2 separate regions of the Rattus norvegicus genome follow, and region 1 is linked to region 2. The links are chromatin contacts, called in public Hi-C maps. All regions are on one chromosome and are shown on one strand. The core of a region is the stretch at or near the end of the contact, and the rest is flanking DNA. Distances in the headings are between cores, read along the strand shown. Region 1 has its middle 39 kb from the start of Kcnj15. Region 2 overlaps LOC102550135 (a long non-coding RNA gene).

Region 1 (4,652 bases), core at 370-2,869, 120 kb before region 2:
AGAGATGAGAAGGCACAGCGCTGGGTGGCCCAGCTTCCCACCTCAGCCCGAGCCTTATCCCAGCTTCCCTCCTCAGCCAGAGCGAGCCTGTCTTAGCGAACTTGCCCATCTTTCCCCCATTTCCGAAGATAATTTTCAGTGAGACTGCTCCAAATAGCCCAGGCTGGCCTTGAACTTGCTATGTAGTAAAGGATAACCTTGAACTTTTGATTTTCCAGCCCCCGCCTCCTGATTGGTGGGATTGTAGGTGTGTGCTGCCAAGCCCAGTTCACATAGATATGTGTGCAGTCCCTCAAGAGATTGACTATATTCACAGATATGTGTGCAATTCTAGGACACAGAACACTCTAAGAGCCTTCCACCTGAACTCACCTTTTCCTGGATAACGATTTTCCAAAATTCTCCACTTGTTCCTTTCCTAAATAAAACAAACCAGTTGTTTTTTTTTTTTTTTTTTTTTTAAGATAAAACATTTCTCAGATTTCTTGGAAATTTCACTATGTATTTCGATAAGCGGAGTGTTAAAGAAGTTGAACAGGGTACATCAAATTCCCTTTAAAAATACACGAGTTTCCTTCCAAATGAGGGTAGTATACTTTGTAAAAGAAAAAAACAAAAACAAAAAAAAAAACCCACCCAAAACCATGGGTTTGTTTTTTTCTGAACCAAAAGCACTTGGAAAAAAAAGGATTTGAGACATTCAGCAATTCCAAACTGTGGCAGGGTTCACCCATCTTTAATTTCAAGGGAAATTAAATCCAGCTGTTTCTCATTCACGGCCATCCAGCTCACCACAGGCTGCTTGGTCAGGGGTAATGGGACATCCAGGAAGCTGCCGCAGGGCTGTTTTAAGTCACACTGTTCTCAGCTGGGAAGTGGGCTTGGCCAGTGCCTCTCTTGGACCAGTCTCCCTGTCTTCCACTCGGAACCCACAAAGTCCTAAAGAATTAAAAACTGGCGGAGGCAGTCCCATAGCTATGCGAGGGCTCCGATGGGTCAATCTGTCCAGTCTCCTGCTTCTGCGCAGATTCTAAAGTTCACCCTCACAGTCCTTTCAGTTCTGTTTCAGCCTTACTGTTAATCTGTTTCTGTCATCAGCTCTCTTCCTCTCAGGAAGTTGTCTCCGTGCGCGCAGCGCGAGCCTACTGTAACGGGACATTGTTAATGCGTCACTTGGCTCTCCTGAGACCATTTTCCCAGCTGTCTGTTCCCATCCCCCAATTCCTTATCATCTGGGATCGGGAGTCCTTAGGAAGGGTAATGGTCGGCTTTCTCTCCAATGCTCTGGAAATGCTTGGCTAGCTTGCCAGAGGTGAGCTGTAAGACAGCCGGCCGTAAATCTCATCCGCAGTTACCACAGTTTGGTTTAAATAAACCCCTTTAATCCCGGGGATATTGACTAGCCTCCCATTTCCCCGATAAAGGCTGAAGGGTGATGGTTCCTCAAATCCACAGAGTATAGTATACTTTTCTCATCTGCAGAACTTTCTCAAATGAGACCATAAGGAAAAGCACAGACTGCAAAAGGACGGCCCGCCGGCTTGGAGAACGTGGACACAGTAGACTTTGATCCTGCTGGATCCCCTAGTAAAGGACAACACAGTCTCAGCTGAGCAAACAAAGAACTGACTGCTTGGGTCACCCTGGCACATGGCAATACTCGGTCTGTGCTTGGTAGTGGACGGTTGGAGCTCAGCAAAGTGTGACAGAATATTCCCGGGTGAGGGTGATGATTAGAGCTGATCATCAACTGCAGGATCTGGGACCACCTAGGACAACCCTCAAGGCACACCTGCAAGGAATTATCAAAGCTTTGTGCAGGCCTGGGAGGCTACTATGTTGTTGCGACCTAAAGGGGGCGGCACCATCCCCTCAGCAAAGGGAGCTACATACAAGCATCTGTGGCTCTCTGCTTTCTGGTTGTGAACATGTGACTGATGTTCAAGCCCCTGCTGCTTTGACTGCCCTGCAGTGATGGGTCTCACCCTGGATGTGGGAGCCCTTTCTCCCTTATGTTGCTTTTGTCAAGAGTATTTTATCATAGCAACAGGAAAAGGAAATGACAGTGAGGACCGAGGGTGCGTGGGTGAGATTACAGCAGTCCGCCACATAGGGACAGTGCTCACCATGGAAGTGAGAGCACAGCAGAGAGGGTCAGTGAGGGGTGCTTAGACTTGAATCTTTTATGATTAACTGTTAATTTCCCTTAATTATCTGATTGGCTAATAAAGATGACAAATAGCCAATCGCTGGGCGAAAATGAGGAGGCGGGTTTTCCGGGCAAGACAGGAAGAGGCGGAGAGGAGGAGGAGTTTCAGGAGATGGTGAGCAGAGGAAGACAGAGGGAGAGTTGTTGGAAGGAAGATGGAGGAGAAGCGCGTGTCCTGGAGAAACTGCAAATAGCAAGGATTTCATAGCTGGGGAAGAAAGTGGTGTAGAGGCAGATCTGCCCAATATAGGCGTACAGTTTATAAATATACAACTGAGTTGCATTTCCCCTTTCATGGGTTTATTGAGGTTGGAGATTTATCGCAACAAAGTTGCGTTTTCCTTGAATGGACTAGTTGGGGTTGGAGATTTACCACAACAATTAACAACTGAAGGAGCTGAAGGGGATTGCAACCCCGTAGAAGAACAACAATATCAACTAACTGGATCCTCCAAGCTCCCAGGGACTAAACCACCAACCAAAGAGTACCTGTGGGCTGATCCATGGCTCCTGTTACATATGTAGCGGAGATCGCCTTATCTGGCATCAATGGGAGGGGAGGCCCTTGGTCCTGTAGAAGCTTGTTTCCCTAGCATAGGGAAACTCCAGTGAGGCTGGAGTGAGTGGATGGGTGGGGGAGCACCCTCTTACAGGGAAAGAGGAGAGAGGATGGGAGGGGGGTTTATGGAGAGGAAGGGGGGGACAACATATAAAATGTAAATAAATAAAATAACCAATTAATAAAAACAAAACAAAACAAAAAACTCAACTGCATACACATCATAGTTTGAAAAAGGTTTTCCTTCAAACTTGGTCTTCTTCTGTCAGGTCAGATGCCCTGCCAAAGGCCTTGTCCCTAACTGCCGGCACCAGGAAGAGGTGGTTGGATGAGGATGGTGCAAACTGCGTCAGTGGAATAAACAGTTGATGAGTTAGTAGCTGGGTAGGCTTAGAGGGTAGGGCCCAGGTGGAGGAGGGAGGTCTATGTTGGTGTCTCTAAAGGATGTTTCCCCAGATATTCCCTGCGCTTCTCTCTGCTTCCTTCTTCCTGCAAGACTGGAGAGATATTTCCCCACTGCTTTAACCGCCATGGTGTCCTTCCCTGTGGGCTCATAGCCCAGAGCTGGTGGAACTGGAAAGTTCTGAACCCGGGGCCTCAACACATGTTTTTTCTCTGTTGATTCCTCAGGCATTCTGTCCTGTCATGGCACTGTGGGGTTGGGAAAGTCCTTCCGGCTTTGCAAGGATTAGCTCTGCCATTGGTTACCATGGAATCTCCACTCTTCGAACGGAGAGTTAGCTGAGTTTTTGCACGTCCGTCCTCTCTGGGGCTGTCTAGTTAATGTAGGAGTCAGAACAGCCTGTGTTGTGTTTGGTCAGCAAACTCACTGGTCAGTATAGGAATTTAGGCACATGATACGGCTCCGTGTTGTTGAGAGACACATGTCGATAACACACGAGAAAAAGATTCTTAAAATCCTCTCCAGAAGGACCTTATGTGGAGTGGGTAATCTTTTGTTTTGAGGCAGGGTCTCACTGTGAGTGTCAGACAGGCTCCTAATGGAGGTGCCCCCACCTTCACGTCTAGTGATACAGGTACGCACCACCTGGCAATGAAAGACTCTGAGGGTCAGGGTCCCGGATGTGTGTGAGAGGACTGGCACTTTTCCACCAGCCTCAGACAGCCTCTCCCATCCAGGAGGAAGTGCACCCATCTTGTCTGGTGCAGCTCAGAATGCCTGGATGTCAGGGAGCCCTCCCCTCACAGCAGGACTATCCCAACCTCATCTAAAGAAATGCACTTCAAGGACCCTGAAGCTGCCCTCCTTTGTAGCAACCTAAAGGTCCAGCTCACCAATGCCCCCCTTGTCTAATCACCACCGCTGTAACCCGCCCTTTACAGAATGTCTAAAACTATACTAATGAAATTGTTTGGGGCAGGCAGACCCCAGCTCGCTGGAATAATTCTCCTCTTGTTATTGCCTCGATCTCTGGTCTCACATCTCATTCATGGGAGTCTCCTGGTAATTAAGACTCAGATCCGTCTTACAAGCGTAACTCAGCCGGGCAGGAGAGATGCTGCTTGCAAGAGCACTGCAAATGCAGAGCCTCAAAACTGGCTCAGGCTAGACGAAGCAGGATCCCCACTGCAGTCATCAGTTACCAGGATGGTGCTGATTCGTAAGTCCCGTGTCTAGTGAAAAAGCAGATAATGTACACGAATCTGTTTAACAGTCCAAGTTGATGTATTTCTACCATTTGGTTCTGAGGGTCCTGGAAGGGGTCACCCTAGGGTACCACTGAGTTTGAACATCCTGGAAAGAGGACCCATGCAGGAGGAGTGACATGGCTGGAAAAGGAAGTGGCAGATAGTGAGGAGGGAGGGGATAGAGGATAGTGACATTTGGAGGTCATTGGGAGAAGGAAAAGAGGTGGCCATAGA
Region 2 (4,468 bases), core at 369-2,868:
AGCGCATCATAGCTCTCTCTGATGTCCATCTCGGACTTCAAGACCAGGGGAGTACATACAACTAACTCAAGCCCACTATCTTAGAGTTTCATTGCTGTGAAAAGACACCATGACCAAGACAACTCTTGTAAAGGACAACATTTAATTGGAGTGGCTTACAGGTTCAGAGGTTCTGGCCACGGTTTCAAGGAGGGAGCATGGCATTGTCTAGGCAGACATAGTGCAGGAGGAGCTGAGTTCTACATCATCATCTGAAGGCCACTAGGAGACTGACTGGCTTCCATGTGCTTGGGAGGAGGGTCCCATTGCCCACCTCCTTCAACAAGGCCACACCCACTCCACAAAGCCATACCACCACACCCACTAAGGGCGGTCTCCCTTCACATGAACTAGGGACCTTAGTTCATCTACATAAATCCCTGTGCCATATAGAAAACTGTCACAGGAGTCATGCCTATCCTACTCACAGCTCTCGTCCCCACTCAAGAAGAAGGAATCATTCAGGGTCACGGTCAGGTTGGAACTCTATTCATCCCGAATGAAAATTATACGTCTCTGGACAACGCTGAGAACAAGCTGTCTGCAATGCTTTCTTTTTTCCATCTGGAATGTTTTCTGGCTGTTGAAAGGGTCCGTTGACATGTGGTTTCCCATCCCAGAGGATGGATATTCCCTCTGAAAGTTAACTAATTCTTGACTCGTCTTTGGATCTACTCTCTACTCTTGACTCATCCCTGGATCTAATCTAAGGACCACCCAATGGCACAGACGTTCCAGAGGGCTGGTGAGGGAACTTGCAGTTAGCACAGTGGCCTGGTGTGTCTAAGCACTGGTCATCACCTTAGGGTTCTTTTCCTAGGGGAGTAAGGTGTTGAGGTTGCCTAGAATGGTAATGGAACAGACCGAGTTATGCACACAAAAGGCAGCATAAAGGGGATATGTCTGTGCAGAATGCCTCTTCTCTCGGTCTCTTCATGGCTCCAGATATGCACTCCTGAATCCCATGCATTGTCCAACTTCCTGTCTTTAATGCTCCAGTAACTGGATGCTAGCATGCGTTAAAGATGACAGAAAAGGAAATGTGGAGAGGGGAGTCCTTCCAGTTTCTACCTACATTTATTTTATTTCTCTCAGCTGTTTTATCTAGCACCCAGGGCCTTGTTGTTAACTTGCATATTTGTTCTTTAATATTATTTGTGGTAGGTCTTCTGAAGGATCCAGGATGAGGTGTGCGTAGCTCCCCCAAGTGATAGATATTCCTGAAGAGTCCTTTACAAATGGCTTTGTCCTCCTCACCCTAGCTTAGAGACAATGTAAGGTGTCATTTCATTAATGATCCTTATATATCTGGGAAATTTAGGGGAATGCTGGGTTTAGTCCAGAGGTTTGGGGTCTAAATTTAAATTTAATTGTAGTGAGATCTTTATCAGCTCTGGGGTTATAGGAGTAAGTCAGCAGTTCTCAGCAGAGGGTTGTTTTTATTTTATTTATTTATTTATTTATTTATTTATTTATTGTATTTTATTATTTTTTTTGTCACAACAAGAGGTCACTGCTGGCATCTAGTGGTGGAGTCCTGGGATATTTCTGCCATCTCACAGTGCTCCGGATGGCCTCCAGAACCGAGTATCCAATGTCAGATATCAATAGTTTGAGAAATCTTGGATTGAACCAAACTCTTGGGCCAGCCGAGGCTGTGTGACTTTCATCAAGGTAAAGCTGGCCTCTCTGAACTGGGATACCCTCCTGCTTCTCTGTGCCCCTTGCACAGAGACTAGCAATTCCAGCTGACCCTGGAGGCCTGCCTGCCCTGGGCAAAAATTCATCAGGCTGGACTGGAGGCCTAGGGACACATTGCTGCCTTAGTCCTTTGCCATGCTGATTCCTTGGGGTTTCAAGTATTTACCATTCTTTGCAAGACTAAATGCTCCCTCACAGAAGGGAGCGGGAGGCATCACAAGGGCCCATGCTGTGTGCTTTTAGTGAATGATCTGATGTAAGAAAAGAAGCCAGTGTGGTTAGATTTCTGTCAGTCTTTCCAATTTAAGGTAGAAACCCAAAGCTTGAACCTAATGTGCCTTGCTCAGATGCAGTACTAACTTCTGCCTTTCTATTAGGTATTTCTGGACCAAAGAAATAAATGGCGGGGCAGAGAGGTGTTGGCAAAGCATTTCGCTTTTCCTTGGGAAGGAGAGGATGTTGTCAATTGTGAAACCAATTGATTTATAGCATTTCTCTTCCCTCATATCTCCGGATTAGATAAATGGGATTCACACTTCTTGTCCTATGACCTTAGGTATGGTTTAGTGGCTTTAGACTAAATTTGACTACGTGATTTGTCTGCAATGTGTCCTTGAGTTTATGACTTACCTGTTGCCTCAGTCTCCTTATTTGTCAAGAGGAGATAACAGTCCTGCCTACAGGCGGGGTTGCTGTGATAATCGAGTGGGTCAATATTTACAAGGTCCACAGAGTAGTGCCTGCCTTTCAGGTAAAGTCACCTGAATGTCTGAATGTGCTCTGAGCCTCCCCCTAGCTGTGTAACTCAGTGAGCCAAGGATGTGTTTTTACTGCAGCATTAACCCATTGAAAACCGACTTGGAGCCCATATGCTGCCCTTCAGCCAGCACCTGATCCAGAACCAGCAGGCCTGTGTTTCCTGGGCTTGATTTCCTAGGCAGCATGTGCTTTTAATTAACCCATTTTCATCCATAAGGGTGACAGAGAGAGGTCTTTTCTTAAGCTGATTTTCCAGAAATTCTATTCACTGGACTGCAGCCTTTCTCATTGGACTATTTGCTGCCCCAACTCCACGGTATATCAGCTTCTTTCCCGATACATTTCTCCTGCTTTCTTGGGTGTAGAGAAAGTCGTGTTTGGGGTTGGGATTGCTGGTGATGGTCCTAGAAGGAAGATGGAGAGAGGAAAATCTAACAACTCTATTGTGCCCCAGGAGACAGGGGCCTGGGGAGGGCGGTCCAGGTACTAGCCAGACTGGAAGGGTCCAAGCACTCCCTTCATTCACAGGTCCACCAGAACCTGGATTGCACAGAAAGGAGACTCTGTGGACCACCTGCTCTCTTCCTGGTGAGAAGAGACATGGCCTCTGGCATCTCTAGGAAGAGAATATGATCTCCTTCCCCACTGGGTTAGTTCTGAACTTAGGTGACTACTTCCTGTTCTCAACTACCAGAACCAGGACCAAACCATGCTGTTCTGAGCATGCTCAGTGCTCATCCTACCCTCTAGTTGGATTTTGGTTCTGTGGTCTCTTCTGGTGGGAAGAGACTGAGCTTCTCAGTCAAGAGGAGTCAGCTTCTACCTGCTGTCCTAGAGAAGTTCATAATTCTCTTTTACCACCCCCCACTCTTCAACACTCCACAACTACCACCTCTACCCCCACTATACCACCATCATCTCCCCACCAACCCCTACTCCCCATCTCGGTCCAGAGCGCCCTAGTTAGAGCAAAACTTAATTTCATCTGACACCTCTCAAATTCTGCAGCTGGGGAAGTCTCTGTAGCTTCCTGTTCAGTATGGATGTCCGCATGGACCAGGAGTGAGAGTGGGTGGGCTACCTGGCAGAGTGAGGGCATGATAACCTATGCCCTCACTTCCCTTTTCCTGAACAGTACTAGACTAGGGCAGGACCTGTGTGGCAAGAATGCTGAGTAATTCTGGAGCAGGCACCCCAAGCCATGAGGGACAGCAGGGCAGGCATTGTGGGGTGGAGGGCAGAATACGGACACTTCACGCAGAGAGAACAGATATGGAGACTGTACTGGCTGGTTTTGTGTGTCAACTTGACACAAGCTGGAGTTATCACAGAAAAGGAACCTCATTTGTGGAAATGCCTCCATTAGACCCAGCTGTAAGGCATTTTCTCAACTAGTGATCAAGGCGGGGAGGGCTCAGCCCACTGTGGGTGGTGCTGTCCCTGGGCTGGTGGTCTTGGGTTCTATAAGAGAGCAAACTGAGCAAGACAGGGAAAGCAAGCCAGTAAGAAACATCCCTCCATCACCTCTGCATCAGCTCCTGCTTCCTGACCTGCTTGAGTTCCAGTCCTGACTTCCTTTGCCGATGAAATAGCAATGTGGAAGTGTAAGCTGAATAAACCCTTTCCTCCCCAACTTGCTTCTTGGTCATGATGTTTGTGCAGGAATAGAAATCCTGACTAAGACAGAGACCATCCTGGTCCTGAGGCCACAATGCTAGCCATGGGAGGTCTGTGTTTGTGATCTTCACCATCTGTGGGATGGTGGTGAGGATGGCCCTCTGTGGTGTTGGGAGGAAGACAGGGTGCCCATCGTGACTTGTCTGCTTCACTGTGTGGCACCCAAGTATTGCCGATGCATGGCTGCTGGTATGAATGTCACTGTGCCACCAATGGCCCATTGGCCATTACACAGCAGGTTCCATAGCTGAACCTGAATCCCAAGCCTGTGTGATCCTTCAGGACTCTCCAG

The links. Hi-C and Micro-C count contacts between places; a contact is called where the count stands out from the background.
Region 1: a Hi-C map of liver shows a contact between it and region 2, with 4 times the contacts expected there. The contact joins two enhancer-like sites. A contact is called at or near these places in 3 of 12 Hi-C or Micro-C datasets (kidney and liver).

The regions. Positions count from the first base shown.
Region 1 is chr11:48,108,033-48,112,684 of GRCr8, reverse strand. No RefSeq gene overlaps it. Among named protein-coding and RNA genes, the nearest start is that of Kcnj15, 39 kb to the right of the region's middle. Within about 2 kb of position 1,619, at least 14 of the 93 cell types and tissues checked have an H3K27ac peak or open chromatin away from gene starts, as enhancers often do. A contact at or near this core is called in liver, where this site is marked.
Region 2 is chr11:47,990,176-47,994,643 of GRCr8, reverse strand. All of the region lies in intron 2 of LOC102550135 (a long non-coding RNA gene), which reads left to right. Among named protein-coding and RNA genes, the nearest start is that of Kcnj15, 79 kb to the left of the region's middle. Within about 2 kb of position 1,618, at least 1 of the 93 cell types and tissues checked has an H3K27ac peak or open chromatin away from gene starts, as enhancers often do. A contact at or near this core is called in liver, where this site is marked.